Regions from separate parts of the Sus scrofa genome. Here regions 1 and 2 are each linked to region 3. The links are chromatin contacts, called in public promoter capture Hi-C maps. All regions are on one chromosome and are shown on one strand. Each heading gives the region's core, a stretch centred on a gene start, on an enhancer-like site or on the middle of the called end of the contact. The rest is flanking DNA. Distances are from core to core; before and after follow the strand shown.

Region 1 (4,501 bases), core at 1,298-3,797, 110 kb after region 3:
ATATTTAAAATTAATTACCCCTCCTCCCTTGCCTCATCTCAAAAGTTTTCCCTTCCCTCCTCTACTCCTGGAAGGTTGGAGGTGGTTGATAAAACAATAGGTGCCCCTTTGTCTTAGTTGGGTAGTTTGCAATTCTGATTGCAGAATTGGGTTGGGTAGAATTGCAACTCTAGACTGGGAACCTCTGGACTGGGAACTCCCTTTGCAGGTTTGCCTCAGCCCTTCCTTACAGCTATAAAGGAATAAAAAGAACGGTGAAGAGGGATAATAAAAGAGCTTGTCGTTGGATATTTTCTTTTTTTAATGAATTTTATTACATTTATAGTTGTACAGTGATCATCACAACCTAATTTTATAGCATTTCTATCCCATACCCCCAGCGCATCCCCCCACGCCCCAACTTCTCTCCTTTGGAAACCATAAGTTTTTCAAAGTCTGTGAGTCAGTATCTGTTCTGTAAAGAAGTTCATTGTGTCCTTTTTTCAGATTCCACATGTAGGTGATAGCATATGACGTTGTGCCTCACTGCCTAACTTCACTTAAGCAGGATGATTTCTAGGTCCCTGTCGCTGCAAACGCCGGATTTTTTTTTTAATGGCTGAGTAATATTCCATTGTGTATATGTACCACATCTTCTTTATCCACTCCTGCGTCAGATCTTTTCTTTCTTTTTCTTTTTGCAGAAGTTCCTAGGCCAGGGAACAAACCCGAGCCACAGCAGTGACCCAAGCGTTGCAGTGACAACACCAGATACTTAACCTGCTGTGCCACACGGGAACTCAGATATTGTAGAATTATTCTTTGACACAGCCAAATTTCATACATTAAGATGGTTTCTCTTCTGATTTTTATTTATAATTACTTAATTTTGACTCCCTAGGCAGAATTTTCAACAACTTTGATCTCAGGAAATCGTGATTTAGTTTACCTCTGATTTAATCAATTAAATGTGTTCAGGGAAACTTAGTTTGTAAAGTGAATTTCATCTTCCTTTAAAAAAAAAAAAAATCTGGGAGTTCCCGTTGTGGCTCAGTGGTTAACAAACCCCACCAGTATCCATGAGGATACAGGTTCAGTCCCTGGCCTTGCTCAGTGGATTAAGGATCTGGCGTTGCCGTGAGGTGTGGTGTAGGTTGCAGATGTGGCTTGGATCCCACATTGCTATGGCTGTGGTGTAGGCTGGCAGTAGCTCTCTGATTCGACCCATAGCCTGGGAACTTCTGTATGTCTTGGGTGTGGCCCTAAAAGAAAAAAAAAAAACTCGAATAGACTTGTTAAAAGTGTTTTGGGAGGCAGGGTTTGATAGCTGCCCTTGGTCAGGCTGTTGCTGGTTTTCTCTCTCCTGCAGAGCATTTCCTAGGCCAGCTTTTCACAACTCACCACCCGGTTATTCTTCAAAATTATTTCTGTAGCCAGCTCATAGCCACTGAGTGGGGACAGGTACCCAAACATCTTCTACTTTTCCTCGCTTTAGATTTCAGAATTAAAGCATCATCCATGTTTCAAAAATATTTTTTAGTAGTTCCCGTTGTAACAGTGGTAATGAACCCGACTAATATCCATGAGGACTGGGGTTCATTCCCTGGCCTCACTCAGTGGATTAGGGATCCGGCGTTGCCATAGCTGTTGGTATAGGCTGCAGACACAGCTCAGATCTGGCGTTGCTTTGGCTGTGGCGTGGGCCGGCACCTACAGCTCTGATTCAACCCCTAGCCTGGGAACTTCCATGTGCCATGGGTTTGGCCCTAAAAAGAGTAAAAAAAATTTTTTTTCTAAGGGACCTGAGTTGAGAGGATGGCCACTGTGGGTGTATGTCATGCCGATCTAGGCAGCTTTCTAGAGGATTCTAGAGGCTCTTTTGTCTGGTTTTAGAAAGATTTGTAAAGGAGAAGGGAGTTTGTATTTGCAGTAGATTGCCTTTTAGAGTTCAGTTTGGTTGGGGCTGAGAAAAAGAAAATTTTACTAAGGACTTGTTCTGATGTTCAAGAGATGAGAGCCAAAGCGTGGTAGGAAACAAGAGACTAGCTACTCTTTTGAGAGCTGTGCTCTGGGCAGTGGTAGACAGTAGATCGTCTATAAGCATTCCTGGTTATTCAGTCCACTGTAGTCGTCTTCAGAAAAGTGCAAGTTTCTCATGAGGTAGAAGCCAAATCTTTTTTATTTGTTTCCAGTGTCTGGCGTGGTGGCATGCACACAGCTTACAGCCACAAAGATGATCAATGCTAAATCCTCCTTTTCCTTGATTTCTTCTCTACAATAGGAGAAGTTGAGGCTGCAAGGCCAAATCACAGAGGGGAGCAACATGATTAAAACAATTGCTTTTGGTCGCTACGAGCTAGATACGTGGTACCATTCTCCCTATCCTGAAGAATATGCACGACTGGGACGTCTCTACATGTGTGAATTCTGTTTAAAATACATGAAGAGTCAAACAATACTGCGTCGACACATGGTAAGTTGTCGGGGTGGGGGGTGGGAGTTCCATGACCATGGTGGCGTTAAGCTGTAGAATCTCTGGATGTTGACACCTATCTAAGCATCTCTCAGTGGTCCACAGAAATGAGATGAAGGCACAGGAAATTGAAAGCCACGTTTCAGGGTGGGGTAAGCAGCCTTTGGCGTGGCTGGTGCTCAGTGACCTGTAACCACATCCTCCTGTACTCATCTCCCTGTCTTTTTTCTTGCTGCCTGTCCTTCTCTGCTTTTTCTATGGGATGTGAATTACTTCTGCCCACAGTTCTTCTGTGTCTCAAACTAGAGAAAAATAAATGGACTTCATTAGATAAACTTTATTAGACAAGCCGGGTCTCCGTAACTCCCCTTTGTATCCCTAGCAACCAGCATGGGCTAATTACCCCATAAATGCCTCGTGAATATGTTGAATGAAGGAAGACAAATTATGAAATTAATAGAACGGGTCCTTGGGTCAGCCTTTCCCTTGAGTTGCTTAGTGTTTTTCTGGTTTCTGAACAGTCTTCTTCCTGTTAAAATAGGAATAAGCACTTGAATCTGATCTTATTGTTGACAGATAATACTTAACTAGATAATTTTGCAGCTTTAAGCTGTTTTTCTTTCCCCAGTTATGGAATGAGAAGTCGTGTCTTTTTTTTTTGACTGCACCTGTGACATACCAAAGTTCTTGGACCGGGGGATCAAATCCAAGCTACAGCTGAACCGAGGCAACATCGGATCCTTAACCCACTGCCCCACAGTGGGAGCTCCTGAAAAGTCTTGTGTTACAGGGAATTTCTACCATGGAGCAGGCAGGGATGGGAAAGGGTCAGGGGTGGCAGTTAGTCTTTCAGACAGGGAGACCTTCGTTTTTTCTATGTCCGTAGTCACAAGGTAATTGTAGCTGTAAGACCTTTTAGGGCGTCTCTTTTTCTTTCCCCCTCCATCTTTGCTTCTCAGAATTGCCCCCTGCTGAGTGTCTATAACCCAGGCTTCCTGTGATTTCTATCATAACACTCTTCACCCCAGGTTGGTGATAACTGCTTTGTTTGTGTGTTTCCAACTCTGGAGTACGTGGTGGCCCAGAACTGCCACTGCACGCTAAGGCCTCTAGACTCTGGCACACTAGGCTGGCACTAGACTGGTGGGGAGGAGGGGTGATGAGCAAGGACTGGGCTCTGTGATTGTAGCCCCTGGAGATAAACTAAAATAAGGATTTACGTGTGAAAGACTGGCATTTTTATTGATGTGAATTGCTTACCCTTTTTCTTCTTCTTTATTTAGTGGCACTAATCAGTGGAGTAGCCAAAAAGCAAGAAATAGTGTGGGGGCAAAATGGGTCTAGATAAATCTGAGCATCAAGTAAACATTCTAAATATTTGAGAATCTCTATTATGTGAGTTGTAAGAAATCAAATTCCAGGAAATAAAAACCTGCTTTAACCCACACCTCTTCAAATTCCTGTTGCTTTAGGCGTAATCATAGAAATTTTTCTTTGGCCATGTGACCAACAGTTTGGCTTCTGTTTCTAAATGAATAACTGTTGTTAGTTTTTCTTACTGTTGGGAAGAGCCAGCATGAGTAAAGGGGCGGGGACAGGAAGAAACTCCAGGTGGAGGTTTCTTGAAGCAATCCCACTTAGTGCATGGTTGGACTTAGACGTGACAAATTGGGGCATGATTCTTGAGTTGACCAAGAGTCACAATAAAATTTAATAGAAAATGTTCCACATACATAGGCTTTTTTTTTTTTTTTTTTTTCCTGTCCTTTTAAGGCTGTACCTGCAGCATATGGAGGTTCCTGGGCTAGGGGTCGAATTGTAGCTGCAGTTGCCAGCCTCCGCCACAGCCACGCCAGATCTGAGCTGCGTCTGTGACTTAACACCACAGCTCAAGGCAGTACTGGATCCCTAACCCACTGAGTGAGGCCAGGGATTGAACCTACGTCCTCATGGATACTAGTTGGGTTTGTAACTGCTGAGCCACACACAATTGGAACTCCTATATACGATTTTTTTTTTTTTTGGGGGGGGTCTTTTTAGGGTCTCACC
Region 2 (4,388 bases), core at 1,504-4,003, 82 kb after region 3:
ATAATACATAATGCCTCGGTAACATTCGGAGCCTCCTGCACTGAAGCGAGTCTCAATAGACAAAAACAAACAACCACTAAGACTATGGAAAGTTATTTTTCACAATCATTAGGATAGTCCAGCCATGACTAGGGTGACTGAAATTATAATGATCAGTAATAATGGCTATTTATTGAGCGCTTATTCTGTCAGGGACTGTGCTAAGCGCTTTACAACAATCATTTCCTTTAATCCTTATAACAGCCCTGTGACATGGCTATTGGTATCTTGACCTCACAGCTGAGAAATCTGAGGCACCAATACCTTTTAAAACTTGTCCAAGAGCAAAGCAGACAAAGTAGCAGGACTGAAATTCAAATCCAGATCTGACATCAGAGCCCAGTACTGGACACGAGAACAGCTGATGAATAAAATAAATAGGAGTTATGTTCCTATTACTTGTTTCGGGAGGAGTGAAACAGAACACCTACCAAACTGTAAAGTATATATAAATCAGTAAGTACAAACTAACATATCACTGTGCCCTACTACCTTAGAAAGAATACATCAGGAGAGACCTTCTGAAGAAAGCAAATTTTAAAGATGGTCGGGAGATGCATCAAGGCAGGAAGAAAAGCCTGTGTGAGAGCGCAAAGACAGGGAGAATAGTAGGACCACTTTTGCAAAGTCTGGCGGATGAGGATTGTCAGGGGCCCGGTCAAAGGCTTTAAACCAGCAGTTCGTGCATCACGAGCTAATTTCTGCTGGAGGGTATGCTCTTCAAGGACAAGGCATGTCTCAATGAAACTGTAAACTCTTTCGGTGTTAGCTGCAGTGTTTGAAAATGCAGTGCGAGGGATTAATGTGGAACATTTGTAATGTTGGTATTTGTATGATGAATGGCTAAGTCAGGATAAGATTTTATTCTCATATGCTAATTCCCAGGGAGGGATACTTCACCATCTTTGAGGGCTAGACATTCTGACAGTGTGAAACAGTAAACATATTTTGATTGAGGAACAAGAATTTACTATGGGTAGAGCACAGTCTGGCTGCCATTAAGGATGGTATAAAAGAAGAGAGATACGCTTTTTTTGTTGTTGTTTCGTTTTACTTTATTTTTAGGGCCGCACGCACAGCATATGGAAGTTTGAACATGGAAGTTCCACATCTGGGACCTACACCACAACTCATGGCCATGCCAGATACTTAACCCACTGAGGCCAGGGATGGAACCCACATCCTCATGGATACCAGTCGGGTTTGTTACCACTGGGCCACAACGGGAACTCCCGAGATATGGTCTTAACATAAGTGCTCTTTACCAGTAGTTGGGGAGCCAGAACACCCAAGAGTAACCTTGGGAACACCCGAGTAGGTGCAAAATAACAGTAATAGTGTGAAATTAAATAAGTTCTTTTGTGCAGTTCAACCTAAGTAGGCCATTTAAAGGTGTTTATGGTAAACATTAAAACCTAAATACTAACAGCTGCCTGTGTTATTACCAGCCCAGGATACACCCAAGGAGAGTGCTAAATAAGGGTCTGGAACTCTAATCCTTCTGAGTCCTCTGCTTAGCACAACAATCAGATGTTTACCTTCTGCTGCTTTGTTCTTTAGTTCAGCTCCAGGGGGAAATCTCCATCTTAGCTAGCCTCAGGTGAAACGGGCTCCAGGATCCTAACTTAATGACTCTTGGATTTTTTTTTTTTTTTTTTCCTCCCAGTCTCTGGGCAAAGCTTTACTCCACACAAGGCTTTTCTCCCAGCGAGGTTAAATCCTCAACGCTTGCTGTTCACTTCTCAGCCTTTTCTTACCGCTCTTCTGCCAACCTTACATCTTCCACCAACTTCTCCTTTCTAGGCAGCTAACATCAATGCCTTTCTGAGCTCCAGCTTTACTAAAAATATTCCTTCCTCTTCCTCCAACTCCTGACTCAAGCGTCTGGATTTCGAGAGGTCACTTGGGCTAATGGGGTTCAATGCTTTTCCAACTCTGGTACCGCGCACGCGCGCACACACACACACACACACTCATCCCGAGGGCCACCCAAGGCTCTCAAACCCATACAGGATGAGGGGACGAAGTGGGTGTGCTCACCACAGAGCTAAACTGGTAATTCTTTGGAGCAACAGTTTCTGGAGAATGGTTGTGTCTCCTTTCGCGAGTGAACGGATCAACATACTTGCGGTTCGCTAAAGGCAAGGACAATGTCTCCTCTACCAGACAAGAAACTTCTTCATGAAGGACGCTACCTTCTTTCTGTCCTTTCACAAGCCCCCATTCCCAGCACTGTGAGACACCGAATGGCTCTTAAAATAGTTTCTTGTGCAAAATAGCCCTTCCCAATTTTGAGTTTATGTGATAAAGGGAAACGTCCTTTAGCCAATTCGGCGACTAAGGGGTTAAACCTCAGCAACCTGATGGATTCTGGGGCTTTCTTTCCTCGACTTCAGAAATTAAAACCAAAGGGAAGGGAAATTTTGCCCATTGTAAAGATGAGAACTGTTAACTTCAACTGTCAGGCTTCTGCCCCAAACAGGAATGGCTACCCACGCCTACAGAGGATGCCATTCCCCTAACTAAAAATGGCGGGCCCCAGTTTCCACTGTCGCTGCCACTTTCTGCCCAATTCCAAAATGGCTCCCGCTAGCCTCACCGGAGGGGGAAACCTCCCAGAATCCTCTCTGGCCCTAACGTCAGGTGACGCAAGCCTCAGCCGGAAGTGGAGGAAAAAGCGCCTCAGCCCGCGGCGCCTGCGCAGAAAGGTCTAGACGCTGTGAAGCAGGAGGCACTTGGGATCGTCCGCAGGATTGGGACTGCTACAGAGGCCGCCACGGAGCCCGCCGGAGCCACCGTTCCCACTGCTGCTGCCGCCGCTGCCCGAATCGGAACCGTCGGGCCGCAGCCGCCGGCAATGCCGCGAAGGAAGGTGAGAGGAACGGGACAGGAGGGATGGCGGGTTTCTAAAGGGCAGTCGATTGAGAAGAGTGACGCAGTTGGCCACGCCTCACAGTGGTTGGGTTCCAACTTCCCGCTTCCCTGAACCTAGCTCAGCAACCCTCGCTTCTGTCCATACCCAACAGAAAAATGTGGGCCCGACTGTGGCCTCGGCCTATGCTTGCACCTATTCCCGCCCTCTGCTTGCCTGGCTCGGAGGCGTTCTTCTCGGCAATTGGTCGCTGAAACGTCTAGAAGCATGTTGATTGGCTGGCGACACCGCCCATTTGGGCCCAACGGTCACCTCCCCGCGTGTGGGGGCGGTGTCTAGGCCCGGCTCTACCGCTCTCCGACTGGATGTAGAGAACGATCCCTCTTCTCTTGATTGGCGGGGCTTGGCAGTCTGTCCTGTGGGGGCGCGGTTTAGCGGGACCGCGATTGGGTGGCACGAGTCCCCTCCCATCCGTATGGTGATGCTCATAGGAGGAGAGGCGGGGTTTGGGGAGTATCCTTCCTTTCCCCGCGGAGGACACAACAAAGCAGAGGACTGGGTGGTAGAGAAGCAGCGCCCACTCCCGAGGGATCCCTTCCAGGCCTGTTGCACCTAAGCTGCGGTTTTCCCTTATGTGCTTAGTTGGACAGCGCCTAGAAAATGAAGTTCGTAAATCGGAAACTTCCTAGAATTAAATGGGACTTGACGATGTCATCTAGGGACACCCCCATCCCTTTTCTCAGCTAAGCAGAGGCTTAAGGGAGTGCCCCAAGCCACTCAATTAGGCAATGACAGAGCCTGGACTACAGGACAAATCTAATTCAGTTCAACAAACGTTTATTGACTCTTCGCTATGTGCTGGTTGCCGAGGACTCGAAAATTAATTAGACATGATCACTGGCTTAAGGAATCAGAGTCTGAGAGGAAAACAGACATTTAAATAACTGTAGAAGGGTTTAGTAAATTCTCTACTTGGCAGTAATAAAGATTAATGGGAGGGAAGTGGAGCAATTTAATCTGCTCTGGAGTAAGATGGGAAGTAGTTGGTGAAAGCAGTAGAGGAGAGCTGAGCTCCAGGGTCATGCCAGGAAGGGATGGGCAGAGATGATTAGGGATTCAAATAGCTGGGTAATTGGATTGGATGACCTTTAAGACTCCCCTTTCATCTTAATTTTTGGTGATTCTCTGTGGATCCTCCACTCATTTCCTGGCAGATTATCCTTGAAATATTTGGAACGCTGGGTGGTGGTCTTGCTCATTTCTGCAGAAATCTTTCTCTTCACAGAGGCTTTCAAATATTTACATTTTTTAATGTCTCCAAAATGACCTACATTGATAGGTGGTATTTATGTTAAGGCTCACCAAATAGTACTGGTGTCTTGGAATAGGCCCACAGTCTCCTTTTTGCAATCCCCAAGTACAAAGAGTTCTTGAAAATGTGTGTTTTTTAGTAACTTATTTCTTGGCAGAACCTGTT
Region 3 (5,110 bases), core at 2,405-4,904:
GCCTCAGGGCTTGAAGTACAGTGCTCCAGAGACTGGACGGTGCGGGCCCCCTGCCTGGATCAGAATCCAGGGCAGTGGTGGCCACTAACTCTGCCAGTTAGTAGCCGGGTGACAATGGGCAAGTAGTGCTTGGATTTTTCTTTGCCTCGGTTTCTTCATCTGTGAAATGGAGATAACACTAACGAAGTCGTGAGGTCATTGGGGTAAAAAATTAATTAATACATATGTAGAACACTCGGAACAGTGCCTAATGCATGGAAAGCAATAGCTGCTAGAGTATGACTTTGAACTCTGGCTTCCAGGTTCCTTGGAAAGTCACCAGAGAAACACACGACTCCGCTCTGCTTTGCTCTCGGGTCTCTGGGACCTCACCCAAGCATTTCGACACAGGCCTCAGAGTCATCCCTTCCCCAGAAGGAGAAATGAGCTGTAGTGAGATAGTTGAGGCTCCTCACTGTGGCCTTAGCAGAGCCAAGGGCCTGGCAGCCAGAAACATCACAACCTCCCTCAAGACATACATCTGGCCTCCCGCCGGCACAGGTGGGGATTTTCCTTTGTGAAGGTGACTGGCAGAGGCTTCTGTTCCCCCCAGGATCACGTACCAGGAGCAGCTCTCCATAGCCCACTGTGTGTTCTTCTATCCCGACTACTTTCTTGGGTTTGTACATGAAAAGGGCCACCCCAGCCACAATTAGCAACACGCACAGGTACTTGGCCATCGGATATTTCTTCCTCAAAAGGGTCACTCCAAGGAGCATGACTACGGGGAAGAAAGAGAGTGGAAAATTCAGGCACCTGCAGGCATTGATGAATCCAACACTCTCCTTCTGGAAACTAAAGACTCAGGGGGGAGAAAAGAATGTCTGCGAAGGAAAGCTAACAGAGGACAAAAGAAGGGTGCAAGGCTGGCACTGAGATAGAGACAATTGAGCAACAAGGCTGAACAAAGCGTAGAGAGCAAGGAAAAGGTAGAGAACAAAGGTGAAAGGTCCAGGAAGGAATGGGGCGGGGCGGCGGCGGGGGGGGGGGGGGGGGGAGAGTGAGGCGGGCAGTGGGGACAAATGAGAGGTGGAGAAAAAGGAAACCGATAATCAAATGGGACTGAGGGTGTCTCATGGCCCTGTGAACATGGGGGACACCAAAATGACTGCCACGCAAGGCAGATTAGGTCGGCCTCTGGCCCACAGTGAGGATTATCAGCCTGTGCACACCCAACACCCCAGGAAGTGACCCGGATGACAGGAAGGGCAGGGAGAAGGGCTGGAGGGAAGTCTTGAGGGATAGCTGTGGGGCATGACAAAGCCCAGAGGGACAGAGAGCTCTAGCAGAGGAGGAGAGAGCTTCCTGCAGGAAGAGTGAGGATGGAAGCTGGCGACCATCTTCTTCTGCTTACCTGGGATTGGCTTGCAGGATTTACCAAGGACCTGAAATTAAATTCAGCAAAAAACATGAGTGCCTGAGATGCGGCAGGTACTGTGCGAGGTGCTACCTTAAGAAGAGCAGGTGTGGGGCCTGCACCAGGACTGCAACCTCAGAAAGCAACCCTATCACGGCCAACCCACCACCACTCGGATTGAGGGCTCTTTGCACTCTTCATTTCTTAAACACACTCTCTTTTTGTTTAAGTCACAGACCTGAGGGAAGACTCCTTCGTCCTTTTTGAATAACTTCGGAGCCAACCCTTAGCCCACCCTGAGGTTTCACCTGAGTTGGGTAGTTGACAAACTGTAGTGCTGAGTTGCTGGAGACCATGGCGCCCAGATAGGAGACAGAACAAGCAGCATAGAGCCAGCTCCGAGTCCGATCCACCCTGGCAGTGTCAAAAAACTGGATCACTGTGAGAAGACAAAGGAAACATACAAGAGAAACCCGGTGGGCCTAGGATGGACCACTGGGCAAAGGCCAAAACCACATGAAAGGAAATTGTCAAATAAGATGAGAAGCACCAACTATTTCTGTCCTTTTAGATGGGGAAATCTCTGAAGATTCTCCAACTCTCCAATTCCTCTTAAGCCTAACATAAGACCTCATGCAGGGGTGGGGGCGGGGACAGAGGGGGTGCGGAGGTGCTCATTCAGTTTAAGAGACCAGTCAGCCTTGCGAGCACCCAAGGAACAAAGAAAGCTCAAAATGTGCTTGAAGCTGACACACAAAGGAAAATCAAAAGGACAAAGAAAAAAGGATAAAATGTTCTCATGGGGATCTGAAACACAGAAGACCCATCCTCTTCACAGTTCTGAGAAATGTGACTTGATTTAAAGAAATGGGGTTTCACCCTTTTCCAAAGCCACTAGTTTTATAGATCGAACAGAGAGGCTGTTTCAGTGCTAAAGGGGCCGAGAGTCTTAAGAATTAGACCTTAAGGCTGGGCCTCTGCCTAAAGCCTAGGATACCACGGGAGCGGGGCACACAACGGATTACTAGGTACTCACAGATCTTGGCAAACACAGCATTGATCACACACTGGATGAAGACCAAAGTTAAGGCAAAAGTGAACGTCTCCTGCTTGGCTCCCTCCCCATACTTTCCTCTTGTTCTAAGAATGAAATGCATGAGAAAGAGGGGAGGAATTAGTACACTTCTCTCAGTGTCATCTACTAATCCAGAGCCTCTGAACTCTTGAAACTATCCTGCCAGATGTAGAGAGAGTTTGGTATGGATTGCCAGGCTCATTTACAGTAAGAACTGATTTTATTGGATCTAGAAATGACATTTCAGGCTGCGAATCCCAAGGTCTACAAGAAAAATATCCGTAAAGGACAGAGCTAAAGGAAAACACGAACAACTAGTTGGTGAAAGGAAGTACCCCAGGCAACAGAAAAAGGGATGAGCTACAGCAGCAAGGCCGAGGGCAAAGGAATCAGCTCTCTGCAAGCATCTGGGAGTTCCAAAGAGGGGCCGGCACAGGTCGTGGAAACCTAAGCCTGTAAAACCCAGCTCCTTAGACCAAACAAGAAAAAAAGCAATTAAGGGAAGAAAAATAGCAATTAAGGGAAGAAAAATAATCAGCTCCCGAGAATCCAGAGACCAGCTTTCGCGTTTTGGAAATCTGGGGAGGTCTAGCCGCAACTGCAAAGGTGTCAGGATGCTGAGAAGGGAGGGAGCAGGGGTGGGAGGACCGCGAACCCGACCACAGGCTGGGGAGATGAAGCAGGATGGGACGGGGGTGTCTGCGTTCCGACCCGGGGTATCAGCTTACATCTTTTCCTGCAGTATCCCATAGTAGAAATAGCAGACAAAGACGCCGAGGAAACACAGCGGCAGGCGCAGCCGGTCGGGCACCAGGGAGCTGCTAGCGGCCATGAGACGCCCGGACGACCCGACCGGAGACCCGCTCACAGCCGGCAGCGGCGGCGGCGGCGACAGGTCCAGCCGGACATCGCCGACCGGCGACAGGGCCCTCATAGGAGCTGCATGCGACCGCTGCCCAGTAGGGCCCCAGCGGCTACCGCTAGAACTGCCAGCTCAGGTCTGACTAGGAGGAAACTCCTCAGAACCCAGCACCCGCTTCTAAGGAAAGGAGACCCGCCCTGGGGCTTTGTCCTTGTCCCGGGTGGCCAAGCGAGCCAAATACCCCGAGGGTAACGCCTTGCTCTCGAGACTTTCCGATCAGGCAACTCCGAGGACAACTTCGACACGGAGCTAGACGGGAAGGCCTAGGAGGTACGCGGGCGTGGAATGATGACGTAGAGGGATGTGGAGGTAACCAATTGGCTGCACCGTGAGAAAACAGACAGGTGGGCGGGAAGGAGGAGTACGCCGGCCGGGCAAATCTACAGTCTTTTTTTTCCCCGGTCTGCTGTCAGGCTTCTGCTGGGTCCTAACGCCCTGAAACGCTCAATGGAGCCTTAGCGCCCCCTAGCTGCTGCCCAGCGCCCCCGACTCTAAGCCCTTTACCAGCAGAGCGTTCAAGGCCTGGCTTCGGGGAGCGTTCTAGGCACATCGCTAGGCTTCCAAGGGCCTGTCTCAGCTCTGTCACTTAAAGGCAGGGTAACTTACGCATGTCACCTAAATTCCGAGCCACGGTTTTCCTGGTCTATATATAGTCTATGGGATAATTAGTAATAGCCACCTTGTCGCTTCTTGACTGTTCTGAGAATCAAATGAGCAGAGGTTGGTGAAAGTGTTTTATAAACTGCAAAGTGTGCTGTGCACGTTTAAGGTATTTATTAGTCATTACTTTCTCAACTCTGATCTCTCACATCCTGGAGGTGGAAATGGAAGCTTACTGAAGTGGATTTTCTTCAAGGTCTTTTCAAGTCACCCACAATGGAGCAAACCCTCCCGCATTAATGAGCTCCTTGTTGGGGCCCACCCTCATCTAAGTGTTGGGCCTCTAGGGGCTGACACCAAGAGCTAGGGCGGACTGACCCCAGGACTTGCCACTACCCCCCTCCAGCCCCACCTTAATCATTGAACTCTGGGCTGCTCTTTCTCCCCTTCTAGCAGCCTACTTACTCCTTTGGCACAGCCTCAGTCAAAGGAAGGAAACTCGGGGCAGCACCACACCCATCACTCTGGGCCTGACTCACTAAGACTCTGGGGGTAGGCCAACATCTTTCGGGGAGGGGTAAGAAGTAGAAGATACGGTCTGTCCCCAACTCTCTATCTCCTTTATCTTAGGGAGAGGGACCCCCACGTTTGCTGTCTTATGCAGTGGCTTACTCTATTGTATTAGCCGACAATTCCGGGGCACCGAGCTGGGGTTCCAGTCCCAGCTCTGCCTCTTTACCACCTGGGACCTCAAACAATTCACTTGACCTCTGAGTCAAGTTTCCTCATCTGCAATTAATGGAAATATAACAACAAGCGGGAGGGCACTGTGGCTAGAAGCATGGGCACTGGATTCAAATGATCTGGTTCCCAGTCCTAGCTCCCTTGCTTTGTATCTGTTTGGGGGAGAGAAATTATTCAATTTGGGGGGGGGGGTCCTTCTTTCATTAGTACAGTGGGATTTATCACATTGGGAAGCTGTGATAGTTCAATGACGTTTTATGTAAAGCATTTTACAGTGTGTCTGATGCTTATCTAGCCAAGGCTTGGTAGTTGGGATAGCCTGGCTTAAGAGTTTGTTTTGAGGTTTTATGAGATAGATTCAATGATAGCTATG

Evidence for each region. Promoter capture Hi-C pulls out the DNA fragments that hold promoters and counts their contacts.
Region 1: a contact with region 3 is called in a promoter capture Hi-C map of fetal liver, with 4 times the contacts expected there. The contact joins the enhancer-like site here to the promoter of SLC35B1 in region 3. A contact is called at or near these places in 2 of 5 promoter capture datasets (fetal liver and fetal skeletal muscle), 4 of 47 Hi-C or Micro-C datasets (blood, embryonic fibroblasts, heart right ventricle and 1 more) and 2 of 2 datasets of contacts at active chromatin or transcription factors (alveolar macrophages and skeletal muscle).
Region 2: a promoter capture Hi-C map of liver shows a contact between it and region 3, with 2.8 times the contacts expected there. The contact joins the promoter of KAT7 here to the promoter of SLC35B1 in region 3. A contact is called at or near these places in 1 of 5 promoter capture datasets (liver), 21 of 47 Hi-C or Micro-C datasets (adipose tissue, blood, brain and 12 more) and 2 of 2 datasets of contacts at active chromatin or transcription factors (alveolar macrophages and skeletal muscle).

The regions. Positions count from the first base shown.
Region 1 is chr12:25,992,389-25,996,889 of Sscrofa11.1, forward strand. It overlaps KAT7 (lysine acetyltransferase 7), which reads left to right. Exons shown (of 15, transcript NM_001195359.1): 9 at 2,261-2,452. Among named protein-coding and RNA genes, the nearest start is that of KAT7, 24 kb to the left of the region's middle. Within about 2 kb of position 2,548, at least 7 of the 83 cell types and tissues checked have an H3K27ac peak or open chromatin away from gene starts, as enhancers often do.
Region 2 is chr12:25,968,223-25,972,610 of Sscrofa11.1, forward strand. It overlaps KAT7 (lysine acetyltransferase 7), which reads left to right and starts at 2,754. Exons shown (of 15, transcript NM_001195359.1): 1 at 2,754-2,911. The coding sequence starts at 2,897.
Region 3 is chr12:25,884,892-25,890,001 of Sscrofa11.1, forward strand. SLC35B1 (solute carrier family 35 member B1) reads right to left here and starts at 3,655. Exons shown (of 9, transcript XM_021067140.1): 1 at 3,200-3,655; 2 at 2,433-2,536; 3 at 1,705-1,835; 4 at 1,394-1,424; 5 at 603-760. The coding sequence starts at 3,405.